Linked DNA regions of Mus musculus: region 1 is linked to region 2. Evidence: chromatin contacts called from public HiChIP or PLAC-seq data. All regions are on one chromosome and are shown on one strand. Each heading gives the region's core, a stretch centred on a gene start, on an enhancer-like site or on the middle of the called end of the contact. The rest is flanking DNA. Distances are from core to core; before and after follow the strand shown. Region 1 has its middle 38 kb from the start of 1700016K19Rik. Region 2 overlaps Rph3al (rabphilin 3A-like (without C2 domains)).

Evidence for each region. HiChIP or PLAC-seq counts read pairs in DNA pulled down with a chosen protein or histone mark.
Region 1: a contact with region 2 is called in an H3K4me3 HiChIP or PLAC-seq map of forebrain, with 3 times the contacts expected there. The contact joins two enhancer-like sites. A contact is called at or near these places in 6 of 484 Hi-C or Micro-C datasets (CD4 T cells, the N1E-115 cell line, bone marrow-derived macrophages and 2 more), 12 of 115 datasets of contacts at active chromatin or transcription factors (SST interneurons, differentiating embryonic stem cells, embryonic basal ganglia and 8 more) and 1 of 9 other capture datasets (embryonic stem cells).

Annotation. Positions count from the first base shown.
Region 1 is chr11:75,959,227-75,964,246 of GRCm38.p6, reverse strand. It overlaps a transcript of Rph3al not described here. Among named protein-coding and RNA genes, the nearest start is that of 1700016K19Rik, 38 kb to the left of the region's middle. Within about 2 kb of position 2,321, at least 13 of the 459 cell types and tissues checked have an H3K27ac peak or open chromatin away from gene starts, as enhancers often do.
Region 2 is chr11:75,833,046-75,837,521 of GRCm38.p6, reverse strand. Rph3al (rabphilin 3A-like (without C2 domains)) reads left to right here. Exons shown (of 8, transcript NM_029548.4): 6 at 2,646-2,759; 7 at 3,974-4,120. All of the region lies in intron 2 of Gm12339 (predicted gene 12339), which reads right to left. Among named protein-coding and RNA genes, the nearest start is that of Doc2b, 39 kb to the right of the region's middle. Within about 2 kb of position 1,776, at least 21 of the 459 cell types and tissues checked have an H3K27ac peak or open chromatin away from gene starts, as enhancers often do.

The DNA of each region.
Region 1 (5,020 bases), core at 1,072-3,571, 130 kb before region 2:
GCCTTCAAATAAGTTTCTTTAGGAGGCCTCCTTCCCTTCTTTTGCAGGCCACTGTCAGAGGAAAATGAGCTCCTGCTGTGAAATCCTGTTACCATAGCAACCGATAGTGCGAGGCCCAAGTCTCCTGCTCCTAGGTCTCTCTGCACTATGTGCTCGGAGGGGCTTTTTCTGTGTTTGCTGCCTGAAGAAATGAAATATTCCGCTTCGCTTTCCTTTTGTGTAGATATTAAATTCTTTTGTTTCTTCAAACCAGTGACTTCTGGGTACTGTTTGTGTCCCAGCAGGTTGTTGCCAGGCAGTTGGCGCACCATTAGTCATGACCCCAGGGTGATGACCCTGGTTTAGGTCACATTTATGAGTGACACCCAGTGCTCCATGGGTAAAAGCTATGCTGTCTTGAATGCTTGTCAGGAAAGAGGTGCAGCAAGCACTCTGGGGGTGGGCAAGCCAGTTTCCTTCAGCTGCTGTCAATAGACCTTGTCCATGGACACCACCCAGAACAGGGCACAGCAGACGTGTGAGGAAGACAAGGATGCCATGGGCAGTGATCACAAGCTATTAATATGGACCAGAGGTGGGTGGGGGTGGAGAGACGGCTCAGCGGTTAAAAGCACTGGATGCTCTTCCAGAGGTCCCTGGTTCAATTTCCAGCACCCATATGGGAGCTCACAGCTGTCTGTAAATCCAGTTCCAGGATGTGGCATACACACACACACACACACACACACACACACAGGCAAAACATCAATGCATATAAAAATAAATAAGTCATAAAAAACTTAAACAAAAGAAAAGAAAAAGAAGGAAAAGAAAGAAATATGGACCAAGTGCTCCCAGATGCAGTTTCCTTTTATTTAATTCTCTGCCAAGGGAAGTTAGAACTATTAGCGTTATCCCCACTTTGCAGGTAAGAAACTGATGCCCCAGAGAAGTTAAGCATTTGCCAGATAACACACAGCAAGTACCTGGAATGACTGTCCTTGTGGCTAAGACTCTATGTGCTGCTGTATGGTCAATGGAAGGGCTGTGGTTTAAGACTGAAATGGTGAACGGGGAGGCTGAACAGGCCGGCTGCTCTAAGATCCAAGGTGTAGAGCAGTCATTTTCAACACTGTATCAATGCCTCACAGTGGAAAGGCATGTTCTGAGAGGGTTCAGACTGACATTGCTAAATAACCAATTAAACCAGAAAGGACTCAGAGTCCTTAGAAACCAGGACAACTGCAGACACTAGAACACCATTGCAGGTGAGAATGAGCAGTCAACGGCTGCAGGAGTCACACAAGCAGAAATCAGAGTGAGCTACAAGCTAGCATAGTGCTACCCCAGAGGCAGGAGGATAGCTGCAGGGCCTGCTATGTAGTCCAGGCTGACCCTGAATTTGTGTTCAAGCGATCCCCCTGCCATGGCCTCATCAGACTTTTTTTTTTGATTGGTCAAGCATTGTGTTTATACCGTTAGAATTTATTAATTCCCCACCCCCTTACTGAGGACAGAACTCAGGGTCTTATGCATGGAAACAAAGAGTCAACAACCGAGCTATGCCCTAAACCCAGGATTCACTTGTATGTCCTTTCGTGTCTATAGTATACTTCAATAAAATAAAGCAGAAAAGGGGCCACAGTGAGTGTAACCCTAGGGTGTGAAGCACAACTCATACAGAAGAGCCAAGCCTTTCACCTCACTGACTTCACCTTCAACCTTGGCTTTTGGTGATACGTGGGAGGTGATATGAGAGTGGACTTCCATGTTCTAGAAGGAGTTGGCTTGGGGATGGGGTGCAGGGAGAGCCTTAGCTCTGCTTGTACCCTTTGCACAGCACTGGCTCTGTCAATAGGGGAGATCACTTAACTAGCAGGTGGCTACTTGGCATGGACACTACCCCCATCCTCCTCCCATGATGGGCCAGGGGCAAACGGGTGAGGGTACATATATCCACACTGGCTGGTTGCTAGGGGTTGCTAGGAGCCCGCCCAGACCTCAGTCCTCAGAGTGAGCTGTCAGCAAAAGAGCATTGCAAGGCCTGTGGCAGGCTGCAGAGCCCAGCTGTGCTTCAAGAGCGCCCCTCTGTTCACACTGCATTTCCACGCTGCTAAAAATACCTGAGTGTCTTATGTAAGACTGCAGGTACCATGTGGACACCTTACGTAAAAGTACTCCCTAGACCCTGGACAGTCAGTCGCATGTCCCCATGACCGTTGTGGCACAGTTATGAAGCTGTTGGTGTTTGCCTGTCAAGGAAGAAAGCTGTAGTTGGTGCCCCGTCTTGTCAATAGTGGTTTTGCCTCCTTCACCTGTTGGTGTGGTTTTGTCTTTGGGCGTGGCCCATCTGAGCAGTTGAGTTGATGCTAGGCTTTGTGAGACTTGCTCTTCTGCTGGTCCCAAGTCACTGACGATGGATTCTCTGCTTCACCAAGATGCAGCATCTCAGAGTTAAAGAGCCTCCTGCATCCTTCAGGAGTCCCCTCCTTCTTGACAAGATGACCATTCGATTTGGCTTGAGTGTTCACAGTGATGGGACAGCCCATCTCATTTGTGGGCTACGATTTAATGGGAAAGATAAACAATGAAAATGAAGGTGTACAGTACAGGCTGAAACCAAGGAGAAATTTCACAGGGACCTGGGCTGTACATCCATGGGTTCTGAGGCTTAGAAAGGATGATCACTGTGGATGCAGTGTGTGTGTGTGTGTGTGTGTGTGTGTGTGTGCCTTTCTCTCTTTCTCTCTGTCTGTCTCTGTCTGTCTGTCTGTCTCTCTCTCTGTCTCTCTCTCTGTTTGTCTCTCTGTCTCTGTGTGTGTGTGTGTCTTTCTTTCTCTCTGTCTGTCTCTCTCTGTCTCCTTGTCTCTGTCTCTGTCTCTCTCTCTCTCTCTCTCTCTCTCTGTGTGTGTGTGTGTGTGTGTGTGTGTGTGTGTGGTTATAAATCAAACCCAGCACCTTGGGCATGCCAGGTAAGTACTCTATAATTGTCAGTCTCTGAGATAAATGTATTACAAAGTTCATCCTTTTTTTTTTTTAAGTTTATCCATTTTAAGAGCATGTCTTAGTTAGAGTTTCTATTGTTGTGAAGAGACACCATGACCATGGCAACTCTTATGAAGAAAAACATTTAACTGGGGCTGGCTTACCTTTCAGAGGTTGACCGTTCAGAGGTTTAGTCCATTATTGTCATGGTGGGGATCTTGGCAGCTTGTAAGCAGATGTGGTGTTGGAGAGGTAGCTGAGTTCTACAGGCAGCAGGAAGAGTAAGCCAATAAGCCTGGCTTGAGCTTCTGAAACCTCAAAGCCCCACCCCTAGTGACACACCTCCTCCAACAAAGCCACACCTATTCCAACAAGGCCAGTTTCCCAATAGTGCTACTCCCTATGACCCCATAGGGGCTGTTTTCATTCAAACCACAGCAGAGCATAATCTATTTTAATTTTTTTCTCTTTTTGTAGTGCTAGGGATTACCTATAGGCTTCCCAGGCTAGGCAAGCGCTGCACCATAGAGCTGTAATCCAGCCCTGTATTTTGTTTGTTGTTTTTGTTTTTGAGGCAGGGTCTTACTGTATATCCTTGGATGGCCCAGAACTCACTGTGTAGACCCTATCATAAGTCTGGCCTGTCCCACACAGAAAGATCTCATGGGTTCAGGATCTTTTCTGGAATTCAACTTTTCCAATTCTTTTTTGAGTTCCTCTCCAGTCTTATCTGATTTTATTTTGGTTTAGGATGGGAGGTAAGATGCTTGAGTTTATTAGTGGCCTAGTTTTTAGTACTGGTTTTCTATACCGATTACTTTTCTGGTTGCTTCAGTGAAATGCCTACAAGGCAACCTAAGGAAAGAAGGACTTAATTGTCTCACAGTTTGAATTTACAGTCCTCATTGGCAGGGAGGGCATGGCCAAAGGAACAGGAAGCAGATGGTCATGTGACATTTGCAAGCAGGAAACAAGATGACTGCTGGTACTCAGCTAGCTTTCTCTTATGCACCCTAGGAACAGAGCATGGGGAATGGCACTGCCCACGTTTAAGAAGGATCTTTTTACCTCAGTTAACCCAGTCGAGGTAATCTTTCACAGATGTGCCCAAACTACACGGCCATTATAGCCATAGTATTAAAAATTCAAGTAAGGACTGGAGAGATGGCTCAGAGGTTAAGAGCACTGACTGCTCTTCCAGAGGTCCTGAGTTCAATTCCCAGCAACCACATGGTGGCTCACAACCAACTGTAATGAGATCTGATATTCTCTTCTGGTGTGTCTGAAGAGAGCAACAGTGTGCTCACATACACAATTTCTTTTTTAAAAGTCAATTATAAAAAGCAGCTGTTGAGAGCTCCCTCCCTCCCTCCCACGTCTTCAGCCGCCATGGGCAGTACCCAGTGTTACTAGATTTGATGGGTGCTTTCTTCCTTCTTCTGACGGACGTAGAACGCCAGCTTTGCTATCGTAGACAAACACGCAAGATTCCAAGTTTTCTGGGTTTGTTTGTTTGTTTGTTTGTTTTCCTGAATCTATTGTTTTTCCTCCTCGGTTACTTTATCTTTTGTTGTTGTTTTTTATTTTGAGACAGGGCCTCACTATGTAGCCCAGGATGGCCTGGAATTCACTGTGTAACAGAGGATGGCTCTCAGCTCTTTATCCCCCTGGGTCCACCTCCTGTGCTGGGATCACAGACACACACCGATATGTCTTGCTTAGCTCACATTTCCATCATGACTTTATGTTAATGTCTGGACGTGCAAGCCCTTGTTCCTAATTTCCTTGGTTATGCTTGCCTATGTCTTCATTACTCTTTATGAAGTCTATGATCATTTCATTGCGTTTTCTACACGTATCATTAACACTCCATTTGGGACTGCATTTATGCAATAATAAATAGATGGAGTTTTCCAGCCCGAGATATAGTCTTCCTTGTGGTTCAGTTTTTATTTCTACCATCTCCTGTCAGAGCACCTAGTTTCATGGTTGCTTTTTAAAGGGGGTTGTGCACATTTCCTCTTAGGTGTTCTGTGTTTTGAAGACAATTTTAAAA
Region 2 (4,476 bases), core at 527-3,026:
TGGTGGACAGGGGTGTGGGTGTAGCCCTCTAGCTGATGGGAGCCATTCTATGTCAGCTGGAGCACCCTGATGGTTCATGGGGAAAGCTGACAGAAGCACCCACAGGAGGAGACTGCCACTGTCATCCTGGTGGGATAAGGGACGGTCTTGGAGAGAGGAGGGGCATCTAGTACTCAAAGTGAGGAGGCAACAGGTTCAGCTTCTATTGAAGGAGGCTAGTGAGGTCACCCATCTGGTGGGTGCTTGCCCGGCATGCACAGAGACCTGGATATGAGCCCCAGCATCATGAAACTCGGCGTGGTGTGGGCTGGAGAGACAGCTCTGTGTTAAGCCTGCATAGAGCTCTGGTAGAGGACCCAAGACCACCTCGGGTGGCTCACGACATCCCATAACTCCAGCTCCGGGGGGGGGGGGGGTGTCTAATGCCTCTGACCTTCATGGGCACCCACATTCATGTGCATACACACACACACACACAAATAATAAATCTTCAAACAGAAATTTAGACATACTCAAATTCCCAGCATGCAAGTGGTAGAGGCAGGTGGATTAAAAATTCAACCATCCTTGGCAATTCAAGGCCCTCCTGTCTCAAAGAAAAAAGAAAAAAGAAAAAAATCCACTTGGATAGTAAAAGTAACAGGGCATGAAGACCAAATCAAGGCTAACACTATGTCATTATCAGACCTTCATTAAGCACTTACTATGTGCGGGCTACTTGGCTTTGAAGAGCCCAGAGCTAAAACTCTTAAGGTTGAGGTGTTTCGCCAGCTCCAACTTTGACTCCAAGAACAGTGGAGTGACCTGAGTCCCTCAGCCAAAAGGTGGCATAAGCTAAGACACAAAGACTCTCTAGAAGGTTCTGGATCGAGGGTACCAGGTGGAAACCCCATTTCTCCTACCTTTACCTACAGTCAGTTTTCCTGAGTGATCAGCACTTCCTCTGCTGCTGCTGCTTCAATTCAATCTCAGCTGACAGAACACTGCTGCAGAAAGTGCGCGCGCGCGCGCGCGCGCGTGTGTGTGTGTGTGTGTGTGTGTGTGTGTGTGTGTGTGTGTGTGTGTGTGTGTTTTCTGTTCTCACCTTCCCCAAGATGGGACCTCTGGCTCCTGAGTTAGAGGAGAAAAATGCTCTTGCTGAGATCCTGGTAAAGCACTCTGTGAAGACCTCACCCACCACCTCCCTCAAAACCACACTTTGCATTTGAAAGGAGAGCCGCCTCTGAACCTACTGCTCTGTGATTGGAGTCAGTCACCTCTCAGAGGTTACCTTTGACCCCACATCTACTTATTATCTTTATTATAACTTAGTTACATGCTATGTAAATTAATCAAGAGAGTTAAAAAAGAGGCCAGAGCTGTTTCATTAAAACCAAGATTTCATAAAAGTCTTGAAGGAGCAACTTGCCTTTTTTTTTTTTTTTTAATCTATTGAATTAGGCGTGGGCAGGCCAACTGCAAAAAGCAGAAGGAAGATATGAAAAAAAAACAAACCAAAAACCAAAAACCTAGTAAGATTCTGCTCTCTGTTCTATTTCCCAGGGACTTTAGTCTCCACTGATGAGAACGTGAGCCAGGATCACAGGCCATGATACAGGTTGGGCCAAATGGACCCTTTTCAGAGAAGCACCCGGGGCTGCCTCAGAAGGTTGGCACACGGATGTACGTCCCTGCTTAAAATTAAAATAGAACGTTTGAAGGATGAATATATCCTGTATTATGACGCCCACGGTCGATGAACCAGCCAAATATGGTGTTGAGTGCAGAAATGAGTGTGTTCACTGAGAGCTCCCTCCGAGCCCTCACTCCTTGCGGTTCATGACACCCCACTGTGCATGGCTGAAGAGGATGCAGGTTGGCTCCCTCCCAGGGCTCCTGATGAAGGAGAGTTAAGTGGTTAGGAACCTCAGCTAGTCTTCCAGTGTTAGGAGTCCATCATCGGGCTGGCGAGATGGCTCAGAGGGTAAGAGCACTGACTGCTCTTTCGAAGGTCCTGAGTTCAAATTCCAGCAACCACATGGTGGTTCACAACCACCCGTAATGAGATCTGACGCCCTCTTCTGGTGCGTCTGAAGACAGATACAGTGTGCTGTGCAAGTGGAGTTGACCAGAGCGAGCAGAGGTCCTAAAATCTTTAAAAAAAAAAAAAAAAAAAAAAAAAAAAAAGGAGTCCACAATCACTGACTGCCATGGGTACATGCCCCGCTCTCCTGCCTGTGAGACAGAGGAGGACTATTTCCTACCGATCTGAAGCTTTTGTGAGTTCAGTTTCTTCTCCATGAAGCCATGGCCTGTGTGTTCAGTGCGGCCAGGCAGAGACCTCAGAGTCCCTGTGCCTACACCAAAGGTGGTCATCCATTCCAACCAAGGAAAAGGGATCCAGTCTACAAGGAGGCCACGATGCGTGAAGATGGCTGGCTAAGGAGTGAGCCTTCACTAATGGTGCTGGCCATGTGTGGGGTCCATCCTCCTTAGCTGGTGGGAAGGAGCCTCTGGCCCTTCCATTGTTTCTCATGCCCCAGACAAAAGGGCTAACTGAAATTCTTGGCCACTTGGTGGTGGCAGGAGGGAGGCCTGCCCTGCCCTGCCCCACTGTCTAAGCAGGAAAAATAATCATGACTTCCTCTGCTGTCTGTCTGTTCCAGTGGTTTCCAGTGACAGTGACAGTGACTCAGATCTCAGCTCCTCCAGCCTGGAGGACAGACCCTTGCCCTCTGGGGTCAAGGGCACAAAAGGTGACAAGCCTAGAGGGGACTCAGGTAAGCGGCTGTTTGTTTCCAGAGCCTGAGGTGCTGAGTGGCGGTTTGGTTTCTTTGGTGGCAGCTTCTCCACTGATATCTGTAAAGTGTCCCTAGAAAGGAGTGAGTCCGGTGGCTCAGCAGAACCAGAGAGGCCAGGCCCCTCTGTATGCGAGGGATAAGACAGGGCCAGCAGGTTAACCTGGGCAGTGAGGTAGAAGCTGAGAGAGGGGAAATGGAAGGCTTTTCCTCTCTCTAAGCACAAGAATGGTCTTCTGAGAAAAGCACCTGCTTCCTTTATGTCCTCCTGGGTCAGAACTAGGACCTTCGAAGGAAGATCCAGGGAGGCTGATTTTACTGTGTAAAGAGAGAGCCCTACAGTATCTGGCAGAAATGCCACATGCCTGGCATGCACACTGTACCATCTCTCCATCCTGTGCCATGGCAGACATTACTAGTTGATTGTGGTGCTCTTTCCTACAGAGCCCTGATGCACCTTCAGAATCCTCCTTCATAGTTTCCCAAGTGCTGAAAACTACTCCTAGACTTGGCATCGGCATCCCCAAGAGGCTCCCTTAGGAAAATGTACAAATTGCCTACCAATCTTGGTTTCAGGACAAGGTGCTTCCGCTGCCTCCTCCATGATGGCTTCAGTCCCCTCCCACCATATCAACTCTCAGCTGCGTAGGATCATCTTGAATAAGGTGTAGGTTTGATGGTGCCACCCTCACACATATATGCCTTGTGATCTCCCTCCCTCCCTCCAGTTAGTACTTCTGTTTGGAGGCCACGGTGCATGTGCAAACAACTTAAGGGAGTCAGTTCTCTCCGTCCACCACGTGGGACTGGGGATCAAACCACACATACACACATGTAGGATTTAAGAGTCAGTAGTTAAAGGTGGTGTCTTATTACCATGTTCCCCTCTCTCCACATTACCAGACACAACCATTCCTTCTCCCCACCCCTCACTCTGTGAAGGCAGGAAAAGCTATTGATTGCCAATTTTCTTATCAGTAATTAGTTAGGGGAAGAGCCCATTCTGTTGCTCTAGTGTGTTTCGGGTCAATCAGCAGAGAGCAGAGGGCTGACTACAACAGGCAGGTGTGTGGGTGGGGGCCACTAGGCAGACAGTCCACATTTACCGCCCACAATTCCAGAGACAATTTGGCCAGCTTTTTGCTGGGCTGAGCTCAATGCATCTCCATCCACATTCACGAATGGTCCCCTTGCAGGTGCCAGCATGGAGTCACCCAGGCTGGGGCCTGCCCGTCCACCCAGCCATCTCTCGGGCAGTCAGAGCAGCCTAGGCAGTGAGGCTGGGACAGGTGCTACAGAGCCACAGGGAGGCACCCCAGCCCAGCCTGAGCCCAGGGTACCCGGTGAGTACTGCCTTGGCTCTGTTTGTCCAGCAGCAGTTTCATCCCATCCTCCCTCCCCTAGTGGCCGGTGACATTTTCAATTCTTCATATTTACTGAGCTCCGTGCCAGAAAGTGGGGAGCAAAGGTCAGCCAGACCCATCTCTGCCAGCTTTGGCCAGAGGGACTCAGAATGGTACCATCACTCGTCCGTCTTCCCTGACTCCTAACAGTCGCAGGCAGTTCCCACTGGGCCCAGTTGGGTCTGTCCTTCTTCTCCAGACCCCTGCTCCATGGTGAGCAAGCCAATGCCAGCCTGAATCCTGAGAGGGAGATTTGGGGATGTGTGGAATCTACCACCCCCAAAGGTGGCTTTCTG